2 separate regions of the Mus musculus genome follow, and region 2 is linked to region 1. A link is a contact called in public HiChIP or PLAC-seq data. All regions are on one chromosome and are shown on one strand. The core of a region is the stretch at or near the end of the contact, and the rest is flanking DNA. Distances in the headings are between cores, read along the strand shown. Region 1 overlaps Lrp2 (low density lipoprotein receptor-related protein 2). Region 2 holds the start of Lrp2 (low density lipoprotein receptor-related protein 2).

Region 1 (3,341 bases), core at 351-2,850:
CAATGACAGCCGTACTTGCATTGGTAAGTGTCAGCTTGGAAGGCCAAGGGTCCCCCTCCCACAGTTCCTCATCCCATTCTTCCTTCCCCTTGCCGTTGAGGGGGTGCTCTCCCCCACTAGACCTCCCCCTTCCCTGGGGCCTCAAGCCTCTTGAGGGTTAAGTGCATCTTCTCTGCCACTGAGGCAAGACCAGGCAGACTTCTGCTATATATGTGCTGGGGGTGGGGGGTGGGGGGCTGGGGTGGGGTAGGGGCTCAGACTAGCCTGTGTGTGCTGCCTGGTTGGTGGCTCAGTCTCTGGGAGCTCCCTGGCATCTGGGTTAGTTGAGACGCTGGTCTTCCTCCTCTGGGGTCTCCCTCCCCTTCAGCTTCTTCAGTCCTTCCCTAATCCAACCATAAGGGTCCCTGAATTCAGTGGTTGGATATAAGTGTCTGCATCTGTTTCAGCTGCTCGTAGGGCCTCTCAGAGGACAGCCATGCCAGGCTCCCATCTGTAAGCATATCATATGATTAGTAATCGTGTCAGGCCTTGGTCCCCCCCCCCCCCCATGAGATGGATACCAAGTTAGGCCAGTCATTGGACTGCCTTTCCTTCTGTCTCTTCTCCAGTTGTAGTTCTTTTAGACAGGAACAGTTCTGGGTCAGTATATGTTTTGTTTTTTAGTTAGCATAAACAGTGTGGGGTTGTAGTGCATCATTTTCAGATAAAATGTTTCAGATAAAACTTTCTTAGTGTTACCAAGAACTATAATAGCAGGGTTTGCGTGCTGTTTTTTTTAAAAGATTTATTTATTATTATTATATCTAAGTACACTGTAGCTGTCTTCAGACGCACCAGAGAGGCCATCAGATCTCATTACAGATGGTTGTGAGCTACCATGTGGTTACTGGGATTTGAACTCAGGACCTTCGGAAGAGCAGTTGGTGCTCTTAACCACTGGGCCATCTCTCCAGCTCCGAGTGCTGTCTTTTTATATTCAGTAAAATAATCCAAAGAAGTTATTCTTGTGATAACCGAAGGAATGCAGTGTTTTTTTGTTTTTTTTTGTTTTTTTTTCTGTTCCCACCCCCACCCTTTTGATCCTCTTCTTTGCCTCTGCTTACCAAGTTCAATATCAGGTCTATATCCTAAGGTATGCCTATGGCCTAACTGTCTCTCTTAAGTGACTATATTACTTAAGTCTTCCGGTGTCTCACACCTGCAATCCTAGTATTTGGGAAAGGGAGGCAAGGAGATCTGGACTTGGCTGCATAGTGAGTTTGAGGCTACCCTGGTCTACAGAAAACTCTGTGGCTCATGCCGAGAGACCGAGAAAAGTCTAAAGTATTATAATCAACCATCCAGGTTTCTAATACTGTGAAGACATTTTGTAGGTGAACTATTCTTTGAGACAGTGATGTTTTCCCGTTCATTCTCATTGCACTGGGGTGCAGTCAAGGATTGAACAGCCCACACAGGAGCATCCTCATTGGTCTGGCTGGTGGGCTGCTCCTGTAACTCTGGAAGCCCTGCCCATCCATGTCTCCTGGCATCCCTCTGTGAGTGGCATTCCGTTTTCTTGGGGGCGGTGCTCATTTGTGGGGTGAGACTGCCCCTTTGTCTTTGGCAAGGGTCAGGCGTCTCTGCTCCCAGGCTGCCAGTGCACTGCCAGTCCCATCTCCAGGCTTTCCCTTCTAGGCAGTTCCCTTTTCTCTCAGTAGCAAAGGAATTCCAAGAGAAATACCAGAAACCACTCTCTCAGTATTACATCAGCTCTCCTTTTTTTCTTTCACAATCCCTAAAGCTTGCCATGGGGTGAGGACTGTGGGGGGTGGGGATTGTAGGGGATGGAGATTGTGGGTGGGGGTGGGGATTGTGGGGGGTAGGGATTTTAGGGGTTGTGGGGATTGGTATTGTGTGTGTGGTGGGTGGGAGTTGGGGGGTGGGGATGAGGATTGTGGGGGGTAGGGATTGTAGGGGGTGGGGGTCGTGGGGATGGGGTTGTGGGGGGTAGGGATTGTGGAAGGTGGGGGATGGGGATTGCATGGTTTAGGGGTTGCTGGGGTGAGGGTTGTGGGATGGTAAGGGGGGTGGGGACTGTAGGGGGTAGGGGTTGGGGGTTGGAGTGCCAGCTGTCTTGCAGTGGAAACTTGATAAGCCTTGATGTCTTTTCAGCAAGAGTGACTTGCTTTTACAGTGTGCCCTGTCCTGTGCTGCCCATAACCTGTTCCTCTGCCTCTTCTCCCCTTCAACGTAGCACATTTCCTGTCCTCCCATTATACAACCCTGAGCTCTGTGAGGCTTGTCTCTACAGGAGCTCCTTAAACGCAAGAGACTCGCATCGCTTCTGTTTCTAACTGGCAAGGTGTTTTGAGGTCTGTAGTTTTACACGTAGCCTGATAATAATGTGATGCGGGAAAACCAGACTTATCAAGCTGCCAGGTGTTTGTTTTTAGGGCTTACCCAACACTTTTAGTTAGATGCACAATGGGAACCGCAATGGCTGACCAGTGGCAGATGAGAGTTTTAAATTTCAGCGAATACCCTTCAGTCGCCCCACCCCCACCCCACCCCCAGGCTCTTTCTGGGACATTCATACAGACAGCCCCACTTAGAGATAAGCTCAAACGTCTACATTTGAGGGCCTTTGTGACTGGAAGGCCCCCTGCCACCTGCAGAGGCCTCTTCTGTGACCTTCCCTGTCAAAAATTCTCGAATGCATGGTTTATTTTTGAGGCTGTTTGTGTCAAAGATGACTTTTTATCGGTGTGAAGAGAAACTCTATTTAAATCAAATACAGGACGTTATGAAGCCAGATCTGCGCTCCTTTAAGCTGAGCTGGGAGTTCAGGAGAATTGTTTTGGTTTCTTCTCTGAAGCATTTCAACTCAGTAAATCCTCTGCAGGGTCTTCACCCTCTGCATGGCTGACTCGGTAGACTTGAGGTGTGGGGTGCCTTCTTCCACGGGTCTCTCCACTGTACGATTCGGTGGTAAATCAAGAATAGAGCCGAGTAATCTCTACATGGGATCTGGTGTCTTTCCACCATTCATTGGCCCTTGGTAGTTCTGACCTGGCAGTGGAGTTTCTGTGGCATGCAGGAACAGTTTCCTGGGCTCATTGTTTCTGACTGACAAGACAGGCTGGCTGTTTGTTGACAGAGTGACATTGTGCTGCTGAGGTCAGGGCAGGGAGGCCATTCAGCACGCAGGGTTTCACACAGCCAGGCAGAGGTATCTTAGGTGATCTTAGCCCAAAAGTAGGGCTTGAATTTTGTCAAAGCAGTATTTGTTGGTACTGGAGTTGGGCAGAGAATAAGAAAGGGAGGGATAGACATAGATCGATGTGGAGGGACCATGCATG
Region 2 (3,341 bases), core at 376-2,875, 54 kb before region 1:
CACCTAATTTGTCCCCCATCCCCAAGGCTTGCCAGCCTAAGCCACGCTGCACTCGCTGTTGTGGTCAGCAGAGGTCCAGACTATACTTGCAGGGGGGAGAAGAGGAGGGCAGTAACTGGCAGGCCATCGCTCCAGGGAGGGAAGGCAGAGGGACCCTGCTCTGTCACCACGTGGATAGCCGCCTTTCCTACATCACAGCCCTTTTGCTTAAGGAAAACGACTCTAGGAAAATGGTCTAGGGCTCTATGGGCTTGCTGCAGCGACTGGGGCAGAAGATTCTGGGATGATCAGGCTGAGAATCAGCCGGGTCCTCCGGTGGGGCTCCTAGAGCAACCAATTGCACCGACTGACTCGTCTCGGCACTGCGGAACTGAAGACCGGGGTCTGAAGGGCTCGTGTAAGGTCCACTCTCTTAAAGAGGGTTGTCTCCCAGTTAACAGGTTCAGTGTGGTCCCCGAGGGGAACCATAGAGTTCTCCCGAATTCCTGGTGTTTCTCTCATTATTGGCATTGCGGAGAAAACAACCCCTCCCCCAAGTTTTGTTTCGAAATGAACAGAACTGTAGGAGACGCTGTCTGGCATGACTGACACCTGACGCTTGGGGAGCCAGATAGTTATGGCCTCCAGAGCAATGATAGAATCTCCTCTCTGACTATAAAAACACAAGCTACCCCATCTGGGTAGCCTGCACCCTGTCAGGGGGAGGAGGGCCCCGAGGCAGCTTAGCGAGTTCACACCGAGGCAAGGAGGTCAGGCGGCTTGGCTCTGTCCAGCTTTTTTCTGGTCCTCCCTCCCTCCCTCCCTCCCTCCCTCCCTCCCTCCCTCCCTCCCTCCCTCCCTCCCTCCCTCCCTCTTCCCTTCTTTTTGAGACAGGTTCTTTCTACATAGCCCAGGCTGTCCTGGAACTGTGTGGACCAGGTTGGCCTCAAACTCACAGAGATCCACTTGTCTCTGTCTCCCGAGTGTTGAGATGAAAGACCCGCACTAAAACACCCTCTGCCTTTTCTTTTCTTCCCCCTTCTTTCTCTTCCCCTTTCCTTGCTCCCCTTTCCCCATTTGTTCTTTTTCTTTCCCTTTTCATCTTTTCTCTTTCTTTCTTTCTTTCTTTCTTTCTTTTTTTAGTCGCTGCTCTTGACTTCCCCCCTTTCTCCATTCCTTCCCACCGGTGATAACGTTTTAGAGTTTGTGTCCGTGGCCAATTTCTTCCTCGCCCCGTCTAGCCATCCCTCTGAGTGGCGAGGCCAAGCCCTTGCTCCGAATGTGAGCAGCGGCGATTATTGTCAGTGATTGAATAGGACCTTGGAGTGTGTGTGCTCGTGCGAGCGAGGGGTGGGCGCTCGCCAGCGTGGGAGGCAGTTTTGTGTTCCCGGAGCCTGTGCTCCTGGGTGAGAGCATGCACGAGCGAGCGCGCTTGTGGAGTGTGCATGTGCTAGCGCGCAAGTGTCCGAGGGCCCACTCCTCCCAGAGTCGCAAAGTGCAGGGGGCGGGCCGGGCAGTAGGGGGCCTGGCCCACTGGATTCCCGCATGCTAGTTCCGGGGCGGTCTGGTCTAGAGGGCTTTATGCACTGTCTGGAGGGTGGGGACTGGCGCGGGTAGAAAACGGGATGCCTCAGGCGCCGGGACCGGCTTTCTGCCTCTAGGAGCCAGCGACTGCTGCTGAGCAAGACTCCTGTTCCGGAGCGGAGTAACCTGCCTGTGCCCGCTGCGACGCGCGCCCACCTCCCGGGGAAGGAACGGCGAGGCCCGGGGCCGTCTCCGCGATGGAGCGCGGGGCCGCGGCGGCGGCATGGATGCTGCTGCTGGCGATCGCTGCCTGCCTGGCGCCAGTCAGTGGCCAAGGTAAGCGGTCACCTGCCCGCGCTACGCCACCATAGTCGCTGCGGAGCTGAGCCGGACGAGGGTGGGCGGCTGCGGAGCTGCTCCGGCTGAGCGCTCCGGTGACCCCAGGAGAGATGACTGCAGCGCCGCTTCTTGTACTGGTTGGGGAACGCGGACGCACCGGTTTCGGTGACAGCTCGTCCCACGGCTATCGTGCCTTTGTTCCCACGGGAATTAGTCCTGACCCTCAAGGCTTTCCAGGATGGAACCTGGAGTACGAGGGTCTCCCGCGTGGGTCTGCAGCTTTCTTCTGGCTGGGGCGGGGCGGTCCTCCACGCCGCTCCCAGCGCCGCTTTCCACCTGCAGCGTCCAGCCGGCGCGGGAGATCCGATCCCACCGTGCGCCAGGGGCCGCCGGCCAGAGCCTCCTTCCATCAGTGGCGAAACCCTGTCCCGCGGTGACCCCCATGAGACCGCATCTCATGATACCGATCGTTTACGAGCCCAGATAAGGCGGGGAGGTGGGATTGGCAGAGGAAGCGGCTGATACACTAGAGTACTTTTCTTGAAGGCTTTCCCTTTCCTACCCAGAGCGGGTGCTTTTGTGTTGATGAATGGAGCTGGTTAGCTGCGCCTGAGTTTGGGGACTGGAATGCAGAAAGTTTCTAAAGTGACTACAAACTTTTTCAAGTTGTCCGGGAGGTTTTTTTTTTTTCCTTCCCCGTGAAACAGGGAGAGAGAGGAAAGGGAGGAAATTATTTAGAATAGAAAACTATAAGAGAAGAAAATGAGAGACAAGTTGAAAGGAATGGAGAAAACGGGAAAGCAAAGTGAGGAAGGAGGGAGGGAGGGAGGGAGGGAGGGAGGGAGAGAGAGAGAGAGAGAGAGAGAGAGAGAGAGAGAGAGAGAGAGAGAGACTGACTCAAGGAGAACCCACGAGCTCTCTCCCTGGCTTTCGTTGCTAGGTAGCAGCCTGGTGCTGCGTGTGACCGACCACCAGACAGACAGAACGGACGCTGCAGCCTCTGCAGGGACTAATCTGTCTGTGGGGATGGGCCAGTCCCCACTTCCCCTCCCGCTCTTTCCCGTCGGACAACTTAATTGCCCTACAATAAAAATGAAACCCCTATTGTTGCAGGATTAGTCAAAGCAATAAATTGATTTCCCTAGATCACATATTGGGGTTGATGGGTGAGGACTGTGGAAGCCCCCATTTATAGAGAGGAGAGAGGGGAGGGCTTGTGGATGGGCCGTGGCATGTATTCAAATGGTTAATCTGCTTTCTTTCCTCAATTCTTAGCGTAAGCTCCTTAGAGGGAATCAAGTAAGTAATTATACAGCAGCTCCAGGCAGCACCCATCTCAGACTTCCTGGGAAGTTTGGGAGCGCCAACAAATCCACCAGGCTTTGCAAAAATCTTTCGAAAAGGAGGGGTGGGCGGCAAGAGAAGATGTCTAACAGTTCTTCCTTTGAACACCTTTCTACAGTATTGGAAACGCAGAAAGGAGACTTACTGTTATATTG

What was found. HiChIP or PLAC-seq counts read pairs in DNA pulled down with a chosen protein or histone mark.
Region 2: a contact with region 1 is called in an H3K4me3 HiChIP or PLAC-seq map of embryonic stem cells, with 29 read pairs. The contact joins the promoter of Lrp2 here to the enhancer-like site in region 1. A contact is called at or near these places in 3 of 39 promoter capture datasets (embryonic stem cells and stem cell-derived epiblast-like cells), 16 of 484 Hi-C or Micro-C datasets (embryonic stem cells, induced pluripotent stem cells and nephron progenitors), 10 of 115 datasets of contacts at active chromatin or transcription factors (embryonic stem cells, extraembryonic endoderm stem cells, neural progenitor cells and 1 more) and 1 of 9 other capture datasets (adipose tissue).

The regions. Positions count from the first base shown.
Region 1 is chr2:69,530,135-69,533,475 of GRCm38.p6, reverse strand. It overlaps Lrp2 (low density lipoprotein receptor-related protein 2), which reads left to right. Exons shown (of 79, transcript NM_001081088.2): 9 at 1-23. Among named protein-coding and RNA genes, the nearest start is that of Lrp2, 54 kb to the left of the region's middle. Within about 2 kb of position 1,600, at least 39 of the 459 cell types and tissues checked have an H3K27ac peak or open chromatin away from gene starts, as enhancers often do. A contact at or near this core is called in embryonic stem cells, extraembryonic endoderm stem cells, neural progenitor cells and 2 more, where this site is marked.
Region 2 is chr2:69,584,313-69,587,653 of GRCm38.p6, reverse strand. Lrp2 (low density lipoprotein receptor-related protein 2) reads left to right here and starts at 1,625. Exons shown (of 79, transcript NM_001081088.2): 1 at 1,625-1,839. The coding sequence starts at 1,761.